2 separate regions of the Zea mays genome follow, and region 1 is linked to region 2. The links are chromatin contacts, called in public Hi-C maps. All regions are on one chromosome and are shown on one strand. Each heading gives the region's core, a stretch centred on a gene start, on an enhancer-like site or on the middle of the called end of the contact. The rest is flanking DNA. Distances are from core to core; before and after follow the strand shown.

Region 1 (6,574 bases), core at 405-2,904, 230 kb before region 2:
CCATGGGGTCAGGGCATCACTGCTCTGATGGTAATGCTATGGTGTGGACAGGAGCATTACCGACACGGGGGGGGGGGGGGGGGGGGGGGGGGGGGGGGGGGGGGGGGGGGAGGGCGTGGGCACGCAGGCTCGACGAGTTCAGTGGTGGTGCAAGGAGAGAGCTCGATGGGCTCACCGAGGAAGGCATGGGAAGAAAAGAATAAGAAAGGCATAGCAAGGCATGGGATACATTTTAGTACTAGCTCTTACAAAAAACCAGAACTAAAAATATGTGAGCAGGAACCGAAAAGTGACCTTTAGTACTAGTTCTTATAAAGAACCGATACCGAGGACCTCTATGTCCATGACACGAGCTTGAGGTAAGTGAGTACTGACTGATGTCTTCAACTGGTACTGACGACTTAACATTAGAACCAGTTAGGATATCAACCTATACTAATACCCTATTCAAGGATGAGGAAGTTAAAAACTGTACTAACATTTTAGTACCTCGGACGACATATTATTGGTTTATGACGTCAATATATATTTCTTGTGAGTATAGATAAAAAAAAATTGAACAGCTTTTGTAAAACGACTCATAATTATTCAAATGAGGGATTTTTAAAAAGTTTAGGAAAACGAAGTTCTTTTATAACATCCTCTGCAAGAATTTTGCCCTCAAATACTGCACACCATTTATTCATATGGAAATAAAAATTAGCTGTGCACCATTAACAATCTACATTCCCGTCAGCAACTAGCCGCGTGAAGCATTGAAGGATCTACGAGAGTATATGTATGAGCTCCCTCATGTACTTGCATTCAGAGTTGAGGCTACAATAGTGGAGCCACGCACTTCGCCGTGGTGTCCTTGTCACATCAATTTTGCCAACTAATATATCAGCGTCGATACTGAGGACCTTTATGTCATCAATTTTGCATTTTAGTACTAGCTCTTAAAAAAGAACTAGAACTAAAGATATGTGAGTAGGAACCGAAAAGTAACCTTTAGTACTAATTCTTATAAAGAATCGATACTGAGGACCTTTATGTCCTTGCGTGAGCTCGAGGTACGTGAGTACTGATTGATGTCTTCAACTGGTACTGACGACTTAACATTAGTAGCAGTTGTAGATATCAACCTGTACTAATATCCTATACAAGGATGAGGAAGTTTAAGAACTGTACTGACGTTTTAGTACCCTCGGACGGAAGCCCCTTACATATATATCACTATATTAGTTAAATAGATAGAAATGTGAAATATTTTTCTCTTACAAACATACTATTGGTTTATGACGTCAATATATATTTCTTGTGAGTATAGATCAAAAATATTGAACAGCTTTTGTAAAACGACTCATAATTATTCAAATGAGGGGTTTTTAAAAAGTTTAGGAAAACAAAGTTCTTTTTATAACATCCTCTGCAAGAATTTTGCCCTCAAATACTGCACACCATTTATTCATATGGAAATAAAAATTAGCTGTGCACCATTAACAATCTACATTCCCGTCAGCAACTAGCCGCGTGAAGCATTGAAGGATCTACGAGAGAGTATATGTATGAGCTCCCACATGTACTTGCATTCAGAGTTGAGGCTGCAATAGTGGAGCCACGCACGTCGCCGTGGTGTCCTTGTCACATCAATTTTGCCAACTAATATATCAGCGTCGAAGCATCAACGTACAGTAGCAGTCTGGCTCCTATATTGTCTGCGTGCATGCATAATATTCTTCAAATTCAATACTACGCCGGCTGGTTCGATGTAGTACTGCATGAAGAAATTAACACCCTAGCTTAATTGTGCTGTTTCAGCTTTAATGCTTTCCAACGTGGACAGCTCTAAAGTACGTTGGATCTTCATTTCTTCGTTGACACACAACAAATATGAAAATTTGATTCCGAAGTTGTTTTTCAAAAGGGGAGGGTACAAATGTTTTAATTTAGGTGTTGATCTGATGTTCTGACATTACAGGATTATGGCAACAGGGGAGGGCGGAACAACTCATCAATACTGTAAGATAAAAAAATATCATGTAATATATATACATGTGTATACTAATTTGGATATAGTATAGATAATAAGCTAGTCAAACAAACTTGGACCATACAATTATACATTAATTAACTCCAAGAGCAGAGAATAATTTTGCACATTTAGAGAAAAAGAGACTTATTACATGATTACATCTCTATTAAGGGGTTATTTGGTTTCTAGAGACTAATTTTTAGTTCTCTCATTTTATTCCGTTTTAGTCCCTAAATTGTCAAATATGAAGACTAAAACTCTATTTTAGTTTCCATATTTAGCAATTTCTAGAAAATAAAATGGAATAAAATGGAGAACCTAAAAATTAGACGCTAGAAACCAAACACCCCTTAACTTGAACTAGCCTCTACGAGGACCAGCCAAATCAAAAGCTTCGATTATTTCATGAGAGCTAATCTTTGTTGTCATTCATTCTCAACATAGATGATCACGTAAGTTTGCAGAAAATCATCTGCAATTTTATTCCATAGCCATGTTTTGACATGTTTTATAGCTAAAAAGGCTCTCTAAGTGGTTGCAGTTAAGCTTTGAAGGGCGACCACTAATCTTAATAATCTAACAACCATTAGATACATGAAACTTTTACATAGTTTAACAAGGCCTTTTATCAAATCAACAGATGATGGTAATATATTTAGCTCTGGATGATTGTATACATCAAGCTAATAATGTGGAAGTCGATGCTCTAATCGGGGCCTTTCTTTTGATTGAAAAAAATAATAGGAGAATATTTTTTACTAGAAAAAAATCAAATTACTCCTCTCACCTATGGACCCCCTAACTATTTTTAGTTCATTTTACCCCTCCTCTCATTTGAGTTGGTTCAATTTACCCACTAACAAAAGATTTTTTTTATTTCTTTATGTACAAACTAAGTTTTCAATTCAAATTTTGTTAGTTAGTAGCTAATAGAATAATTTAGCCTAGAAAAATATATTATATTTCTTTATATTTTTTACCATAAGGGTGTCTGATAGAGGGGATAAAAATAGATATTTGCCCATTGGAAACCGAATTGAAGCACGGTTGAACTGAGATAAAAACAGCGCAATTAAAGGATGAATTTATGGTGATGAAAGACTTAAAGGGTTTGTGATCTAGCTAGGGCTCGCGATAGTAGGAGTTCACGCAAAGGCGGCTAGCGAGGGTAAACCGATTAGCACAATGGATCAGTTTGAAGTTTCGGGTGATGGATCTGAGATAGCGACCCAAACACACGCGGAAATAATGAACTATGACCTTCATCCATTCTCAATCCTTCATTTTATTAGTTGTCAAATTATTGATTTAGAAATGAATTTTACAACAACCGGATATGCTCATACTTTTATTTGTGGGAACAAACATATAATCTCTACTACATAAAGCTGCTCGAATTTTACTAAATTTTGCAAATCCCAAATGGTTTGTTATTTCAAAATTTAAAAACAAAATTCGCTATTCTCGAGCGGTTTTCGGTGAATCCCGAGTGGTTTTTTTGTTAATTTCGAGCTGTTTTCGGTGATTTACCAGCCAGAAATGCTAATTAGTTTTATAGGATTTTAGTGGAATATTTTCCAATTTTTTATGAACTTTTTAAAATTTAAATTTTGAAACGAATCTTTCGAAAAATATCATCGGAATCCGTTTTCTCTTAGTATCTGTAACAAGAAATTTTAAACCCTGAAGGTTGGTTTGGTGTCTAAGAAAATAGAGAAGATCTATGAGAAGAAATCACCTCGTCATTTAATTTTGAATATCAATTGGATTCCTCCCCATAAATCTTCTTTCAGAGGTACTGCGGAGGCTCCACAAAACAGCGTGCTTCTAGCGACGGCAATGGTAACGCGGCCAGACCCACCGCCATGGCGAGAGGTGCGACCACAGACAGACCTACAGCCAGCAGTGCCTTCCACAGCCGAAGCGGGAGTGACAGCAAGGGCCAGCGCATCGAGCACCGCTGTCTTAGACTGTCTTCAGTAACGCCCTTTATATTCATCCTCTATATCTGTCATTTACGGTCTTTTCAAAAAAATTTTATCCCCTATATTTCCTTCCTCTCCAACAACGTCCTTTAAATCAAGTCTTCTATACATAAATACCTATATTAAAGGTATTTTTTAATTTTTATTTTTGTACATACGTATTTGTCATACTTTCAAATGTATTGTACATATTTTAGTTTTGCTAAGCCAGTTGTTTAATGTATTTAAATGGATAGAGAACCGTTTAAAGAAACTCTATATATAGAGGATCCAGCAACATCCTCTAAATTTAGAGGGTCGTTTAGAAGACGCTGCTTGTCGGGGACCATAATTAGGGGTACCCTCAAGACGCCTAATTCTCAGCTGGTAACCCCCATCAGCATAAAGCTGCAAAGGCCTGATGGGCATGATTAAGTCAGGGATCAGTCCACACGAGTGACTCGATCACGCTTCACCCGAGCCTAGCCTCGGCCGAAGGCAGCCGACCTCGAGAGACTTCCGTCTCGCCCGAGGCCCCCTTTTTATGGCGGACACATCACCGGCTCGCCCAAGGCCTTGGCTTCGCTCAGAAGCAACCTTGACTAAATCACCACACCGACTGACCAAATTGCAGGGGCATTTAACGCACAGGAGGCCTGACACCTCTATCCTGACACGCGCCTCCGGCAGAGCCGAGGTGACCGCCGTCACTCCACCGCTCCACTGGCCAGTCTGACAGAAGGACAGCGCCGCCTGCGCCACTCCGACTGCAGCGCCACTCGACAGAGTAAGTCTGACAGGCAGTCAGGCCTCGACAAAGGCGCCACGGCGAACTCCGCTCCGCCCGACCCCAGGGCTCGGACTCGGGCTAAGACCCGGAAGACGGCGAACTCCGCTCCGCCCGACCCCAGGGCTCGGACTCGGGCTAAGACCCGGAAGACGGCGAACTCCGCTCCGCCCGACCCCAGGGCTCGGACTCGGGCTATGACCCGGAAGACGGCGAACTCCGCTCCGCCCGACCCCAGGGCTCGGACTCGGGCTAAGACCCGGAAGACGGCGAACTCCGCTCCGCCCGACCCCAGGGCTCGGACTCGGGCTAAGACCCGGAAGACGGCGAACTCCGCTCCGCCCGACCCCAGGGCTCGGACTCGGGCTAAGACCCGGAAGACGACGAAACTCTGCCTCGCCCGACCCCAGGGCTCGGACTCCGCCCTGGCCTCGGCCGAACGACTTCCACCTCGACCGACCCCTTGGCTCGGGCTCGGCCACGGCAACAGAAGGCAGACTCAACCTCGGCTTCGGAGGAAACCCCACGTCGCCCTGCCTAGGGCACAGACCGCCACGTCAACAGGAGGCGCCATCATCATCCTACCCCGAATCGACTCGGGTCACGGAGAACAAGACCGGCGTCTCATCCGGCCAGCTCCGCCAGAGAGGCAATGATGGCGCTCCACAAGCTCTATGACGACGGCGGCCCCTAGCTCTCTTACGGAAGCAGGACAACGTCAGCAGGGACTCGACCGCTCCAACAGCTGTCCCTCCATCAGGCTCCGCCGCACCTCCAACAGCCACGACATCACACCAGCAGGGTGCCCAGATCTCTCCGGCTGCCACATTGGCATGTACCTAGGGCGCTAGCTCTCCCTCCGCTAGACACGTAGCACTCTGCTACATCCCCATTGTACACCTGGATCCTCTCCTTACGACTATAAAAGGAAGGACCAGGGCCTTCTCAGAGAAGGTTGGCCGCGCGGGACCGAGGACGGGACAGGCGCTCTCTTGGGGCCGCTCGCTTCCCTCACCCGCGTGGACGCTTGTAACCCCCCTACTGCAAGCGCACCTGACCTGGGCGCGGGACGAACACGAAGGCCGCGGGACTTCCACCTCTCTCACGCTCGGCTCCGGCCGCCTCGCCTCTCCCCCCTTCGCGCTCGCCCACGCGCTCGACCCATCTGGGCTGGGGCACGCAGCACACTCACTCGTCGGCTTAGGGACCCCCCTGTCTCGAAACGCCGACAGTTGGCGCGCCAGGTAGGGGCCTGCTGCGTGCTGACGAACAGCTCCCCGTCAAGCTCCAGATGGGCAGTCTCCAGCAACCTCTCCGGCCCGGGACGGTGCTTCGTTTCGGGGCTCTTGAGTTCATGTCCTTCGACGGCAGCTACGACATGACACTTCTTCCACCGCCGCGCGACTACGACAATGGCGGCCGACAACCCGCCCGCCGGCGGCGGAATCGACGACGTCTACCCCGCGTGGTGGAAGAGCAACATTCGGGCTCGCTCCGTTCTCTCCCCCGCCAACGGAGGAGGAGGCGGGGCCGTCAAGGCCAGACGGGAGGCCACGCTTCGCCGGCCGTCGAGCGAATCGACGCCCCCGACGCCCCGACGGAAGGCACGCCGGACGTCGACCTCGCGTTCGAGACGGAGGCAAGCGCCGTCCCCCCGCGGCACGCTGACCCCGAGCAAGAAGACGACGCCGGCGCGCTCGCGGAAAGCCTGCAGGACATCGCCCTCAAACTAGAGACGACGGCGCAACCAGTCCCCGATGTGACTACGTCGCTCCTCGTCGACCAAAAGGTAACGACTAACTCCCATCT
Region 2 (6,519 bases), core at 3,827-6,326:
CTTCCCAGACCTCACCAGCATGAAAATCTGGCGGAAGAGGGAAGTGCAGGCTGCCACTCCCATGAACATCTCATAGAAATGGACAAAGATGGCCACCTGGAGGATGGAGTGGGGCATGAGGTGCTGGAGTTGGAGTCCGAACTCCTCCAGCAGCAGCAGGAAGAACGGCGAAATCGGTAGTGCCAACCCGCAAAAGAGATAGGAGACGAAGAGCACAAACTCCCCGGTAGAGAGATCGCCGAGGGGAGTAGTGCGGGCCCGGATCCTCCTGGTGAACGCCGGCATGCCCTATCCGAGCAGGCGGCGCACCGTGTCAAGCGCCTCCTCGGTCTGGAAATGATCGGGACGAACCAGCATGGTCATGGCAACCGCGGCGGCGGAAGACTGGGGAGCGCGAACGCGGAGAGGCGTGGAGGGCTCGGAGGCGAAAGGGCGGAGCAGTTGGGGAAAATGCGAAAGCGAAACCACTGCGCGCGGAGAACCCCTTTTTCAAGAAAAGGCTCCCCGCGCACCCTGGAAGAATCCGCCTGATGCACACCTAGCGCCCGAACAACTCAGTCACTGACATAGGGGCTCGGGCCCACAAGTCACGTAGTTGGGACGCTGGTTTCCATGCGCGGAAGGAGCAAACCGCCGCGCATGCTCCCACGCCGCCCTGGGGTCGCTGCCGGAGGATATTTTTAACATAGGCGGGGCCAACAGGGCGCCCCACGCACGCGGGGCACGGCCAAACCGCCATGCTAGGGGCCACGCACCAGTCAGCCGCGAAGACGAGCACGACGGTTGGTGTGACCGATAGCAAACTGACAGCGTGTGCGCGCTAGGTTAATACAGCGCGCGCTAAGGAGATGCCCCGGTCACCGGCCATGCTGTGCTTACACAAGATACAGGTTTTGGCCCCACATGTAGGCTCGCACCCTCCCCTAAGGTGGCCCCGGGGGCCACTGTCGGTACCTTGAAACGGGGGTACCCCTTGTTACAATATGAAGGCGCTGCGCCGGCGGTTAAGTCTCTGGTTGTGCGGAGAACAGTCCTCAGCCGTGCCACATCGGCCGCCCCGGGGTCGCCACGTGGTCAGGGAAAGGGACGTGCTCTAGGATACACACAGTGGGCCCGGACCTACTGCAAGGAAAGCACCAGACCCCCGTACGTGACGGGCGGACCTCCGAGATGGGTCCCGAACCCTTCTGAGTGGGGTCCGGACTACTCACCGCCGGATCCCGGGATTCTGGAGCAGAGAATACTCGGACCCTGCCCAGGAAGGGGTCCGGGGACGACATGTGTCCAGACCCAGCTTGGTGCAAACCTATCCACACAACGTTCCTATTCCCTGGCCACGCGAAGACCTGGAGCAGTCAAGCGACCTACTATGCATGACGTGAGCATGCGGGATGGGCCTGACGTAAGGCCGCTGGGCCACGCTGCCCTTGCATTTATTGTGGAGAGGACGCGCCGTCTGACTACCCCGCTGACAGGCGATGTGCCCCTTCAGCATTTAATGTGCCCTGTCCGCTCAGCTGGCAGGCGGCGCCCAAGCCATCCTGCAGGCGGTGTGTCTAGCTATTCCCGTTGGCCAACAGCACACCTACGTCGTGGCATGCACCGCACCCATCATGACTCGCGCGTTACCGAGGGCGCTGCAGCAAGATATCAATACTGAACGCACTACGGATATGATGGCGCACGGAGATTACATGGGCTTGGCAAGCAGTAGTTCCATCCTTCCATTTGTCCCTAGGCCCGCGTGTTGGGGCTCAGAACCCTTGTACATGCCCCCCCCCCCCCTTGAACTATAAAAGGGGAGGCATGCAGCGAGGATCACTTAGACCCAAGTGATTCAAGACACAACTCAAGCTCAATCTTTAGGCTTAGACTCAAGCAATACAACACACAGTGGAGTAGGGTGTTACGCTCTGGCGGCCCGAACCACTCTAAACTCTTGTGTGTTCATCCCTACATCCAACTAACAAGCAAAATGCTTAGGCCCCTTCCTCATCTTAGGATTTAGGGCGGGTGCACTCCGCCACCTGGCCGGAGATTTCCTCTCCGATAGGCTATATCAACGATTATAAGTGCATTAAAAGCATCGATAGATGTCGGATAAAGCAATCTCGGACGGCCCGGACGTGCACCCCAGACGGTCCGCGAGGATGCTATAATTCCTTTTTACCGAACTTGGCACCTTCGGGTTTCTCTGGTTTCCAATGGGCGGACGGTCCGAGCTTGGTCCCGGACGGTGTTCTTCTCTCCTTCGGACAGTCCATAATAGAAATGTGAGTTTTGCATAGTTCTTGTCTGAGGCTCACCGAGGTGTCGCGGACGGTCCGCCGAAAGGGCCCAGACTGTCGGCGCACAGGTGAATTCTCCAAAAAGCTTCTCTTGTCCAGAATAATATACGATATTTTGGACAGTCGACTTAGAATTGAGATGGCTGGACTTATGCACCTAAGAATTAATCAACTAGGCAAACTAGTTAGTCCATTAGGTTGTGATGGTCATCAATCATCAAAATCAATTTAGAGAAACTGTAAAGGTCATTTCCCTTTCATCTTCCACTGCAAATCTACAAGTGGCTTCATTCCACTTTCAGTGTCATTTACATGTCTTCTCCACATTTGATTAGACTATGTCATTTTCATCTTATGACCCCCCATGTTGCCATAAGCATATGTTTTTAGTTTCTTCACTTGATATCACTAGAATGTCCTTTACCATGTATCTATGCATAGATTAAGGGGGAATTCGTCTATTCAATCATGTCTTGTTTCCTCTCGCATGAAATTATTATTATTTTCCTAAGTGGAGAGTTTTCTGACAGGGGGGTATGTCTTTTTCCAGGAAGAGATTGCTTGTCAAAATGGGGAGAACTTTCTTTTAGGGGAAGAAATCATTTTAGAGGGTAAGTCTTTTATTGTTTCCTGTATGATTTAATATGTCTTCCTTTTGGTGTTTGATTTAAAAGGGGGAGAATTTTGAGGACCAAAGCAAACCAAATTGTTATCAAATACCAAAACCCACACCACCATTTTAAAATTTGTATGACATTTCAATTGGTTGTGATCTTCCAAGTGGTTGCTTATGATTGGTTTCAGTCCTAGATAGGAAGTATGTGGATTATGGAGTTAGTGGGAGACTTAAGTCTATAATCACACATTAGGGACTAGTTGCATATGCAAGAATGTGATTAAATTCTAAATGACCACATATCTATCAATTTGGTATCTCAAACATGTTGCCTATGCACATGCATCCATAGCAAGTAGAGTGCATGTTTCCTTTTGGTATTTAATATTTGATTGGTTTTGCTGTGTTGTCATCAATCACCAAAAAGGAGGAGATTGTAAGGAAAATAGACCCCGGTCCATTTGACTATGTGATTTTGGTGTTCGATGGTCAACATAACCGATGAACTAATGTTTTGCAAGTGTTTGTTTTTATAGTTCATAAGATGCAAAGTGGATTGGACTGAAGCTCTGAGAATGCAACACCTTAAAATAAAACCTAAAAGAATCATAGAAGATTTATAAATACTCAGCACAAATCCAAGACAGAAGACCAAAATAACACAAGAAAAGAAGATATAAGAATCAAGAAAAGGCTTGTCAGCTGGCACACCGAACCGATCCAGTGGTGCACCGGACCGAGAGCGCAGAGAGCTCTGCAAACAACTCTCGGACAACTAGCTATCCGGACCGGTCTGGTGGTGCACTGGACCTCTGCACTGTTGCAGAAAATCTATTAGTCGACCAACGACTAGCTGACATGGAGGGTCCAAACAAGCGGTTCGGTGCGGCGCACAAAAGTCTGCTTTCCTCCAACGGCTAGTTTTGGATGGAGGCTCTATAAATACCCCTAGCCAGTCATTTGAAGGTGTGGGAGCCTAAGCAACATACCAAGCAAGGTCATACACATTTCCATAACTCCAAACACTCAAGTGCTTAATAGAATCACTCGGTGATTAGCGTGGGTGCTTTGCGAAGTGCTTAGGTTAGTTAGACCGCTTATGCACTTGCTCTAGATTTGTTCCCAGTTGTGGGAGTGAGGTTAGACAACTCACAAATCCCTAGGCTCTTGCGCGAACCATTGTAAGTGTACTGAGTGGGGCAAGAGTCTTGCGAGACCACACCAACCTAGTTTATGATATAGCTGCCACCGTGTACTAGAGGGAACGAGGCCTGCGGCGTTTCAGCCGAAAGCTCGATAGTGAAGACAGCAGGTAGCGTCCGAGAGGAGGTCGGAAGCGGAGCACCACTTGCGTGTGGAGAAGGCATGCGGCTCTCTACGGAGTTACTCGACCGGATGTTTGGCCCTCGTGTGGGCTTTCCTTGTGCATGAGCACCAACGAGGATTAGTCAGAACCTTACACGGTTCTGGATTTCTCGTTAAAAATATCGGTGCGTCTATCGAAATTTGCAATCTCTATCTTTGCTTTTTAGCTTCCGCATTTACATTAGTTACTTAATTTGCAATCTATATTATTCTTAGTTTAGAATATAGGTTTGGAACTTTGGTTACATAACTCTTTTAGCGATAGAGATAGCAACACTTAGACAAAACCTGAATTGCACATTCTTGTTTAGTTATTTGCATATTTTTTGTTTAAGAGATTTATTTGTGGTCTAGATTAGCGCAATTTTAAAAGTCCTAATTCATCTCCACTTTGGCGTCTGTGTTCTTTTCATAGGCCACCTGCATTAAATAGGGATAATCTTGGCTTATACAAATACTTAATGCTCTTTAGTCAGTTTTTGTTTGTCAAACTATTAAGTTTAGGAAAGTGAAAGCAAACACGGCAAACTTAAACCGGCCGGCGGGGCTGCTGGGCGACACGGCCATAAATCCTGTCGGGCTCGGTGGACGCCGTTATGCGGGGCCGTATCTCGTGCAGGGCCGGCAGCGCCGAGACAAGGAGATCCATTCCAATCCACATTACCCACCCCCGCCGCGCGGCATCGTACGAGTAGGATCTTGTGCGGCTGCATCCGCAAATCTGGGTCTGGGAGGGAAGGGAGCATTCAACACTGGTCGGGCTGGGCCACTCGCTCATCAGTCACGCACGCCCCGTGCGCCGTGCGCGGGGCCTCCCCCTCTGTCACGGAACAGGAGTTTGGTGCTGCAGCAGAACAGAGCAGCCCACCACACCTGCACGTCAGTGTAGCAGCAAATCAAGCTCACTACCATGGCTGCAGATCCTCTCAACCATGCAAACCCTTCGACATCCGCACCCATCGAACCGACAGTTGCAGGTCATACCCAACACAAACTGGAGCATGACTTCGAGTACCATGACAATACATTACTACGCTTCAGATCCAAGGCTATTTACAGCGCTCCGCAAGGAAAAGGATTGGCCAAGCAGGCGCACCAGCGGTTTCTTGCCTGCTTTCTCCTGCTCTGCTACAACTTACCCCCAGGCGGGTCAGCACACAGAGCAGGGCACACACCCCCCAAAAAAATCCAGCTTACGACGGGAAACTAGCACCAGGAGAAGCACCATCTACAAACTGGGTACCGCGGGGCTTTTACCCGGAGGCATACACACAAAATTACCTACCTACTACACACCACTGAAACACACCCCTTTCTCGTTCTTCCGGTCACTCTGACACGTGGCCTTTTGTCTGCTTCACCACTTTCAAAAGGGCTGCAAGAAGTGAAACACACACAAGATTAGCTTAGGGTCAGTAGTTCTTCCGTGCAGCCAAGGCTAGACATTGCTGCTGAAGCTGCCTCACTGACTGGACAAGTTAGCGCGGTTCTCAGAATCGACAGCCGAAGTCGAGGGGCCGCTCCGGGGCTCTTTGGAAGCCAGCCCTCTTCCCAGCGAGTCAGACAGGCAGTCTTCGAGCCTCGCGTTTAGGGCGCCTGGGTTCATCCTCTCCACTTCCTCCCTTGTGTAGATGAAGATCTTGTGGACCATGTCACAGAACTCACTGCGCAGACAGAGGGAATCCAAGGTTAATCGTGACTGCATTTTCGATCAGCAGGCGGCGGAACGGATATTCAGGTGGGTAGGACACTTGCTTCCAGGGGTCGTCGCCGACCAGCATCATGTCGCCTTCGTTGTCAGTGTAGACGACCAACCAGTTCCTGCAAGGACTCTTCAGCTCACCATCGAAGTCAAACATCTGGTCTAGTTCGGCAATCAGCTCATCGTAGCAAGCGAACTTTGTTAGATCGATCGATCTCCCGAGGGCGCTGCCTTGCTTATGGACCTGAAATGGGAAAGCCTTGTCATATTCAGAAATTCCACAAACAACACGACGTTCCTCAAATATAATAAGAGGGCAAAAGGAGGAAAATGGAAGTAATTAGATAGAATATTTGACCATTACCATTAGAAAGCTAAGATTTCTCAAGGCCATGTCACTATGACAATGGTACATTTGTCATCACATATCTGTACTTAATAACCATTTACATAAGGCTAGACTATATATAGAAAAGGCATATTGCTTATAGATTAAAAGGCCTTATCACACTATCACAGGATTCCCAAAGCGTTCTTTTTTTCTTTTT

Evidence for each region. Hi-C and Micro-C count contacts between places; a contact is called where the count stands out from the background.
Region 1: a contact with region 2 is called in a Hi-C map of tassel, with 1.8 times the contacts expected there. The contact joins two enhancer-like sites. A contact is called at or near these places in 2 of 25 Hi-C or Micro-C datasets (ear and tassel).

Annotation. Positions count from the first base shown.
Region 1 is chr10:13,903,116-13,909,689 of Zm-B73-REFERENCE-NAM-5.0, reverse strand. No RefSeq gene overlaps it. Among protein-coding and RNA genes, the nearest start is that of LOC103642312, 46 kb to the left of the region's middle. Within about 2 kb of position 1,654, at least 6 of the 20 cell types and tissues checked have an H3K27ac peak or open chromatin away from gene starts, as enhancers often do. A contact at or near this core is called in tassel, where this site is marked.
Region 2 is chr10:13,678,713-13,685,231 of Zm-B73-REFERENCE-NAM-5.0, reverse strand. It overlaps LOC100383196, which reads right to left. Exons shown (of 14, transcript NM_001175858.1): 13 at 6,025-6,215; 14 at 5,283-5,933. The coding sequence ends at 5,732. Among protein-coding and RNA genes, the nearest start is that of LOC100383196, 8.0 kb to the right of the region's middle. Within about 2 kb of position 5,076, at least 19 of the 20 cell types and tissues checked have an H3K27ac peak or open chromatin away from gene starts, as enhancers often do. A contact at or near this core is called in tassel, where this site is marked.